2 separate regions of the Sus scrofa genome follow, and region 1 is linked to region 2. The links are chromatin contacts, called in public Hi-C maps. All regions are on one chromosome and are shown on one strand. Each heading gives the region's core, a stretch centred on a gene start, on an enhancer-like site or on the middle of the called end of the contact. The rest is flanking DNA. Distances are from core to core; before and after follow the strand shown.

Evidence for each region. Hi-C and Micro-C count contacts between places; a contact is called where the count stands out from the background.
Region 1: a Hi-C map of embryonic fibroblasts shows a contact between it and region 2, with 2.9 times the contacts expected there. The contact joins two enhancer-like sites. A contact is called at or near these places in 1 of 47 Hi-C or Micro-C datasets (embryonic fibroblasts) and 1 of 2 datasets of contacts at active chromatin or transcription factors (alveolar macrophages).

What each region holds. Positions count from the first base shown.
Region 1 is chr4:39,806,044-39,810,337 of Sscrofa11.1, forward strand. It overlaps CPQ (carboxypeptidase Q), which reads right to left. Exons shown (of 8, transcript NM_001243691.1): 2 at 2,858-3,065. Among named protein-coding and RNA genes, the nearest start is that of CPQ, 48 kb to the right of the region's middle. Within about 2 kb of position 1,313, at least 10 of the 83 cell types and tissues checked have an H3K27ac peak or open chromatin away from gene starts, as enhancers often do. A contact at or near this core is called in embryonic fibroblasts, where this site is marked.
Region 2 is chr4:39,259,613-39,263,650 of Sscrofa11.1, forward strand. No RefSeq gene overlaps it. Among named protein-coding and RNA genes, the nearest start is that of TSPYL5, 100 kb to the right of the region's middle. Within about 2 kb of position 2,394, at least 7 of the 83 cell types and tissues checked have an H3K27ac peak or open chromatin away from gene starts, as enhancers often do. A contact at or near this core is called in embryonic fibroblasts, where this site is marked.

The DNA of each region.
Region 1 (4,294 bases), core at 63-2,562, 550 kb after region 2:
ACCCCTGACTAGAAGAACGTGGAGTGATGTTGGGAAATGGAGTTGCTCAATGTGTATTTGCTGAAATGACTTATACAGAGCAGAAGCTGGGAGATGTAATAACCATTAAAAATGATGGATAAGGGGCAAGAAAAAAGTAATCAAGGATCATCTAACTCAGAGTGCAGAACAGATGGCATTCTCTTCACTGAGAAAATGCAGGGGAGAGGTGAAAGAATGAGCTCAATTAGGAAGGAAGGAAGGAAGGAAGGAAGGAAGAAAGAAAGAAAGAAAGAAAGAGAAAGAAAGAAAGAAAGAAAGAAAGAAAGAAAGAAAGAGAAAGAAAGAAAGAAAGAAAGAAGAAAGTAGTCAATAGTAAGAAATGCTTCAGAGAGTTAAAGATGATGGCCTGAAAAATGTCCATTATATTTGACAGCTAGGCAGCTATTTGTGACCTTAACAATTTCCATTTAGTACTGGGAAGAGCCAGGTTAAAATGGTCTGCAGAGGAGTTCCTGCCATGGCGCAGCGGAAATGAATCCGACTAGGAACCATGTGGTTGTGGGTTCGATCCCTGGCCTCGCTCAGTGGGTTAAGGATCTGGCATTGCCATGAGCTGTGGTGTAGGTTGAAGATGCAGCTCAGATTCAGCATTGCTGTGGCTCTGGAGTAGCCCGGCGGCTACAGCTCTGATTGAACCCCTATCCTGGGAACCTCCATATGCCTCCAGTTTGGCCCGAAAAAGACAAAAAGAAAAAAGAACACAATGAACTTCTTTGCAGAACAGATACTGACTCACAGACTTTGTTTCCAAAGGAGACAGGTTGGGGGGTGGGGGGATGTGCTGGGGGTTAGGGATAGATATGCTATAAAATTGGGTTATGATGATCATTGTACAACTATAAATGTAATAAATTCAGGGAGTAATATATAAACAAAAAAAAAGAGTCCACTGAAACATGTCTGGCTATAAAATCAATGAAAAAATTAGAACCAGTCCGGATCTAGAAATATTAAGAAAAACGGCGTTTGAATACACATTATATGTTGCCAACCCCAAATCTTAGAGGCTGGATAAAATTCTTCTGGTGCTCCTAGGTTACAGCCTCGGTTTCCAGATGTCCTCATTACACCAGGAAAAAAAAAAAAAATGCCAATGAACCCTGGCAGATTGCTGTGCATTAAGTCATCTGGGAATTTATTAGTCTTATGAGTAGTAGTTCTTAAATAAATGTTTCTGGCAATCACCTAGTTTCACAAAGCAACAGACTGGCTCCATAATTTAGGCCTCATGACCAGTGAAATCATGGTGAATGACCACAAGTTGCTGAGTATGTTATTCTAAGGGGTAACTGAGGGATTCTGGGAAGTAAGCTAGCTATTTCAGGACTTCCCTCCTGGGATGATTAACCATCCAAAAGAATATGGTCAAATTGCTATTTTACTAGTCACCAAACCTTTAAAGACTCTACAAAGAGCATTATTTTTAGCCCTATGACATCACTGTAACTAGGTTTTCTCTCACAGAACTTTTTAACAAGTGGCTTTAACAAGCCCCATCTTCCTCCCCAGGAAGATAACTTATCCCCGTGAAAGAAAAACTTCCTTTCCTTTTCTCTGCCCTTTTGGAAAGCTTTCTACCTGGGTTTCCTAGTCGCTGATGTCTCCTCAGTTATTTTCTTTTCAAAGGTGTAGGGTGATAATTAATTAAGGTCAGGCAACTGTGTCTCCAGCTCCGAAGAGCACATGTGCAAAATAACAAGACATTCCTTTACACAAAAATCTAAAGATCTAGGTTTGAGATCCAAATAAATGCTATTTGCAGTTATTTATGCATGTTTTTCTAATCTTACAGAGACCAGGCTATAACACTAAAATGGCACTTCTTTCATCGATGTTTATCCTTGATAGGTGATGTAGCTACTAAACTCGGCCCAATGTCTTCAGGTCAATTTTTAGACTGTTTACCCACTGCAATGCCAAATTTCCTCTTAAGACTGAAAGTCGATAAAGTGCTTTGCAATGACCCCAATCAGAACTACAAAGAAAAAGACAAAACTTACGACGTGACCCTCAGAAAATACCACCAAACGTTTACATAGACCTTTATAGATAAAATCATTTGGTAAATGAGTGTTCATCATCACTGATTAATAGAGGAGAAGAGTGAGGCCCAAAGAGTTTTAAGAACATTCCTAAGGGGGTAAGGGATTAACAGGTACAAACTACTATGTATAAACTAAATAAGGAACAATAATACATTGTTCAGCAGAGGGAATTATCGCCATTATCTCATAATAACTTGGGGAGTATAATCTGCAAAAATACTGAATCATCACGCTGTACACCTGAAACTACACTTCAATTAAAAAAATAAGAACACTCTCAAGGCCTAATAGTTCTTCAGAAGCAGAACCAGGTCTATATCCAAGGTGCTCTGCTTTCCCAACTCTTTCCACTACACGATAGATGGCCCCCATCAGGTTACCCACTTTATTTTTATTTCACTTCTCTAGTGAAAATGGAAAAAAAAAAAAAAGCCTGGCTTCCTCTGAGGTCATTCGGAATCTTTGATGAAATGCAGACATGAATTCAGTTCTCCCTCCAGTGCAAATACATAAAATATATTGGTTATAGAAGGAATGTTATGGCATCATCGTGGATGTGGAAAACTTTTTAAAGGAATGCGCAAGTGATGCTTGGAATCCTGAAAGGGGCAATGAAGACATGACAAACAAATGACCAAATATGGGATAGGGGAAAATTCCATGAACCGTCAGTATTTTCATTTGACTGGTTTGTTTTCATTTCCTAGGAGCTTCTCTTTCATAGAAAACCTGGGGTTTTGAAAGCATTTCAAAGAAACATAACGACCAACCTGTAGATGGAGAAGGAAGCCACTGATCGAATGAGGGATGCCAAAGCCCCCACCTTGGCAGCCTCCACAGCCCCCTGGACGCGGTACTGCACTGTTCTCGAGTAGTTGCTGTAAGGTTGATTATAAACGACAATCTTCCCTCTTGCTTCTGGGGCCCTTCTCTGCAGTTCATCGAAAGAGGTCACCACCAGAACTTCTGCTGTAATCCCTGGAAATAAAAATCATTCAAGATGAACGTATGGTTTCCGATCAGCCAGGCTGCACTGACCCACAAAAAGGTCACACATGTTCTGTCCACTACATCTGGCAAACTGGCTTGCAAAGATCAAAGTTTCAGAGCCATCTGCCCCATGGACAAAAGACTGTGGGGGTTGGCCAGTTTCTCAAGAACGAGAAAAAGCGTGCAAATTAATATAACATATAATTCACAAGGTTTTTCAGCCCACTTGTCCAGCTGGTATTAAATCACAAATGGCTTGAAAAGATGTCCTTTTTTCCTTCTTTTCCACCCTAAGAAGCCATGAGTCTCACAGAATGACACTAATTATTTACTTTTTAAAAAATGTGTTTTAGAAAGCTCCCCTTGGGATTAATGAAACACATATTTATCTTTTCACAGAACTATTTTGCTGTGTTGCTAAACAACCTTCATTGACATCATACAAAGGAGGGCAGTTGATGAAGAAGGTTCTTAGGAGCCAATGACCTTCATAAATCCAACTTTGAGCAAATGGTTAATGTAACCTCTCTCAAGAGCCATGAAAATCAGCTTGTTTTTTTCCTCCTTGGTATCAAACATGTTTAAAAACTGTGGAAATTTCCCATGCTTCTCAATTGCCAGTACTTGTGCATCACCAAGCATACCATTTATTCTTCAGATAAAAATTTTGAAGATGCTGTATAAACTGTCCCATAATTTCTAGAAAGATGGTCATCTTTCCTCATACCATAAGCCTTGTCCAAATCCTCCTGATTAGGGAACACGGTTTTACAGCTTCTAAGAAGTCATTCAAAAATTGCCAGACGACCGAAGATTCAATTTGATGGTGCAGTTAGAGTGACAAGAAAACAAAATATTTAGCAACAAAGGCCAGATGCAGTAGCTAAATATAACTGTTTAAAAGAACGTGGCAGGCGCCTACTGTTTTGTGGCTTCAGCCACGCAGGCATGAAATATGTCAGTGAGGACCCAAGTATCAACATGGATTTTGGCATACCTCCTTAATCTTACAAACTAGAGAACTGGGTTCTTCTGGAAGCTTAACAGACATCATTAAAATATCACTGGGGCTTGGAAAATCCTCTTAAAATGTACTGCAGGTATGAAAGAATTCTTGCTTTCAATATGGTCTCCATCATAATGGACCCTTTGGGCTGGCTCCTCTCTGACTTCTGGTTCCACCACCATCGGACTGAATTTGTACTTTTACTTTCAAG
Region 2 (4,038 bases), core at 1,144-3,643:
TTGGAGCATGATGGAGGATAATGTGAGGAAAAAAATGTATTTATGTATGTGTGGCTGGGTCAATTTACTGTACAGTAGAAAATTGACAGAATTCTGTAAACCAACTATAATGGAAAAAATTAAAATCATTAAAAAAAAAAAAAAAAGACGTACATGTGCCAGGTACGTAGCTTGGTATTGGAAATGGAGGGAATTAGGTAATTATTGAATTGCATGGGCACACGCACATGCCCACCCACCCACCCAGAGAGCATTCCCATCACAAAATCTCCTTTCGACACCTGAGAACCATTCACCTAAAGCACCAGCTGCAGTTGCTTCTCTTTGCTTCAACTTCCTGATTTTCTTATTTATTTTTCCCCCTCTGATTTAATATGATGTTGCCACTGTGTAAGAGAGGCTTAGATTTTGGGACCGAGGTGGAAAGAGAGATGTGTGTTTAGTGTAAGACATTTGTATGCACATCTGAGCCATTGATTTAATGAGATGACATCCTGGGTTTGCAAACTGAATGAGAAGGAAGGGAGAGGGGATTTACAAGCTGGCTGGATAATTAAAGATTTGCTTAATGTCATGGTTTTGTTTTTATCATTAAAATGATTTCACCACTGGGTTAAAATCCCATCTCTTAAGTGTCATCCAGAAGCATATTTTTGAGATTGAGCTGTTCCGGAAAGCCTTTGAAGCACAAGGCTGACCAAGGAAATAATAAAATACAGGCATAATAAATACGGGGGGGGGGGCAAACTCAAGGTGGTTGATTAACGTGTAAAGGTTATTGAAGTGAGCAATGAAATATGGTTTAATCTGGTGGACATGGTTTATTGGGAGAAATTTTAAAACACAAGGCGTTTTAAAACAAACAAACTCCAGCTTTGATGAGTGTGTGTACTTTTGGTAACAGAATACAGAATCTTGAAAAAATGTTAGCGTCCCCTTTGAGGTACAATGGTTTAGCAGAGATTTTTCATTTGAAATTAGTGTTTACTCTCAGCCAGAGAAAACTCCCAGATGTTTTTTCCATTAAGCCATGTATTTAACTGGAAGCCATAATTATAGAGCATTTGGCAATATGTGGTGGGCTAGTGCTCATGTGTGAAGCCTATACTAATATTAATAACTACCATTCATTAAGGGTTTGTCTTGTGTCTGGTCCTGTGTTAAGCACTTTGCAAACTCGTTTAATCCTGAGGAAAACCTGTGAGTATGAGTGTGCCCCTTTGACAAATTAGGAGCCTGCTACCCAGTGAATTTAGGAAGTCCCCCCGCCCATGGTTCTGGAGAGGCAGAGCTGGGATCCAGGGCTGGTCGGTCTGACCCCAGAGCCTCGCTGGCTCTACCCGTGTCCTGAGTAGGGGGATGTGTGCATGGACCTCCATCTGCCTGGCCTTCTACATCAATGGAATGTGTTGTGGTTGGAAAGAACATGTGGTCCCTCCTCCTTGCCAGGGACCAGCACCTCAGTTTCACGCTCTGTAAAATGGGTATCATAATTGCATTTTTTTTTTTTGGTCTTTTTTTTGTCTTTTTAGGGCTGCACCCGTGGCATATGGAGGTTCCCAGGCTAGGGGTCGAATCGGAGCGGTAGCTGCCCGCCTACGCCACAGCCACAACACCAGATCTGAGCCACGTCTGAGATCTATACCACAGCTCATGGCAACGCCGGATCTTTAACCTACCGAGAGAGGCCAGGGATCGAAGCCGCCACCTCATGGTTCCTAGTCAGATTTATTTCCGCTGCACCATGACGGGGACTCTGGATATCATAATTTCTATTACTCTCAGGGTTGGTGTGAGGCCAAAGTGAGACAGTGCATAAAAAAAATTTTGTAAACTGTGAGGTGTCATATAAATATAATATCAATCATGCTAATATTAGTATGACAATAATATGAATCAGTCAATCGTCACCAACTCTGTGCATAGAGTTATTTTTCCTGTTTCCCAGGGAGGCAGAGTGTTTGGCTGGGTGGTTTTTTTGGCTGCACCCACAGCATGGGGAAGCTCCTGGGCTAGGGATTGAACCTGCACCACGGCAGTGACCCAAGCTGCTGCAGTGACAACGCTGGATCCTTAGCTTGCTGTGCCACGAGGGGAACTCCTCGGCTGGCTTTTTAAAGCTTAAAAAACCAAGAATGTGTTTAGGAGTAAAATCCTTTGCCTGCTCTTTCTCCCTCCTCCCTGCAGCTCCAACCCGGGGCCCAAGCCTCCCTGGAGATGGAGAATTTCATTTAACTGAAAAACCTCTTGGCATCTGGAAAGCATTTCTTCCTTTGCCACAATGATTTAAAAGCTTTATTGTCATTCGAAGAACTTTCTTTGTGTGTCTACCCCTGAGCCCCACCCATTCCCAGCCTTTTTTCCTCTAATAGCCCCAAGAGTTTTGAAAGAGGGACTCTGGGATTTTTTCCTTCCTACCCTGAAATATCAAGTGACTCATGGCAGCTGGAAGAGAGCCATTTAAGATAGCAGACTGCCGTGCTGCTACATAAATAATAGGTGGCAGGTCCAGAGCGATTTTTCTTAATCCTGGGCAGGCCTTAGAAGAACCTTGTTCGAAGAGTCTGAAAGAGTGGCGAAGTCTCTCATGGCTCAGAAGCAGGAGATAAGATACGAAGTACCTTTTCTCAGGACCCACACACTAAATGAAAGAACCATCTGGAGGTGCTTCTGGAAGTTCACATGTATTCAATAAATATTTGCTGAAGGCCAATCACATGGAAAGCACCACATCATTAGGGTCTTAGGGATGCAAAGATGAGTAAGACTCAGGGCTTGTTTGCTAGATGCGTTTTTTGTTTTTTTTTTAATGGCCGCACATGCACCATATTGGAGGTTCCCAGTCTAGGGGTCCAATCAGAGCTGCAGCTGCCAGCCTACGCCACAGCCACAGCAACACAGGCTTCAGCCCACATCTGCAACCTACGCCCAGCTGTGGCAACACTGGATCCTTAACCCACTGAGCAAGGCCAGGGATTGAACCCGCATCCTCACGGACACTGCGTCGGGTTTTTAACCCACAGAGCCACGATGGGAACGCCAAGATGCTTTTAAACCATTGGGAGGAAAAGGCTGGAATACAAGAAAGTATAAAATAGGCAATAGCTTGTGTTGTAATAAAGGTGCAACCTATGGGCTTAAGAGGGGTCCCAGAGCACACCCTATTGAGGGACATGAAAATGACTCCATGATAAAGTCAGGACGCTGGGAACGAAGAGTGGTCCAGCTTGGCTGGAGTGTTGGGTTACTAGCAGAAGGGAGTGAGCAACAAGGCAGCGAGGTGAGCAGTTCAGGAAACATTATGAGCCATCTTAATATTAGGCCCTTGAGGGAAACTGACAGAGGAGCCGATCCCCAGAATCAGCTCATTTTCCACAGTTGTTTCAGGTGCATTCCTAGGGTTCTATTAAACCCACATCTTTTGAGGGGTGCTTTAATTGGATTCCTGATACAAAAAGAGCATGACCGAAGCTCATCATCTCCCTTGTTACTTCTTCCTCTTTTTATGCTATCGACTCTTTCCCAGGGCTCAACATCAGAGCTGTGGATGTGTGATAATTGGCTACAACCACTGAAGGCAACAGGGCTCCCTCCTCAGTCTGTCTGAAATCTCTTCATCTTGGTTATATATCCCATAGTGGTTGGCCTGGATCAGGGTTCACTGCAAAACACAGGGGAGGGAGTGGAACGGACTGGGAGTTTGGGGTTAGTAGATGCAAACGCTTACATTTAGAATAGATATGCAATCAGGTCCTGCTGTATAGAACAGGGAACTATTCTGGAGTTCCCGTCGTGGCGCAGTGGTTAACGAATCCGACTAAGAACCATGAGGTTGCTGGTTCGGTCCCTGCCCTTGCTCAGTGGGTTAAGGATCCGGCGTTGCCGTGAGCTGTGGTGTAGGTTGCAGACGCGGCTGGGATCTGGCGTTGCTCTGGCTCTGGGGTAGGCTGGCGGCTACAGCTCTGATTCGACCCCTAGCCTGGGAAGCTCCATATGCTGCGGGAGTGGCCCAAGAAATGGCAAAAAGACACACACACA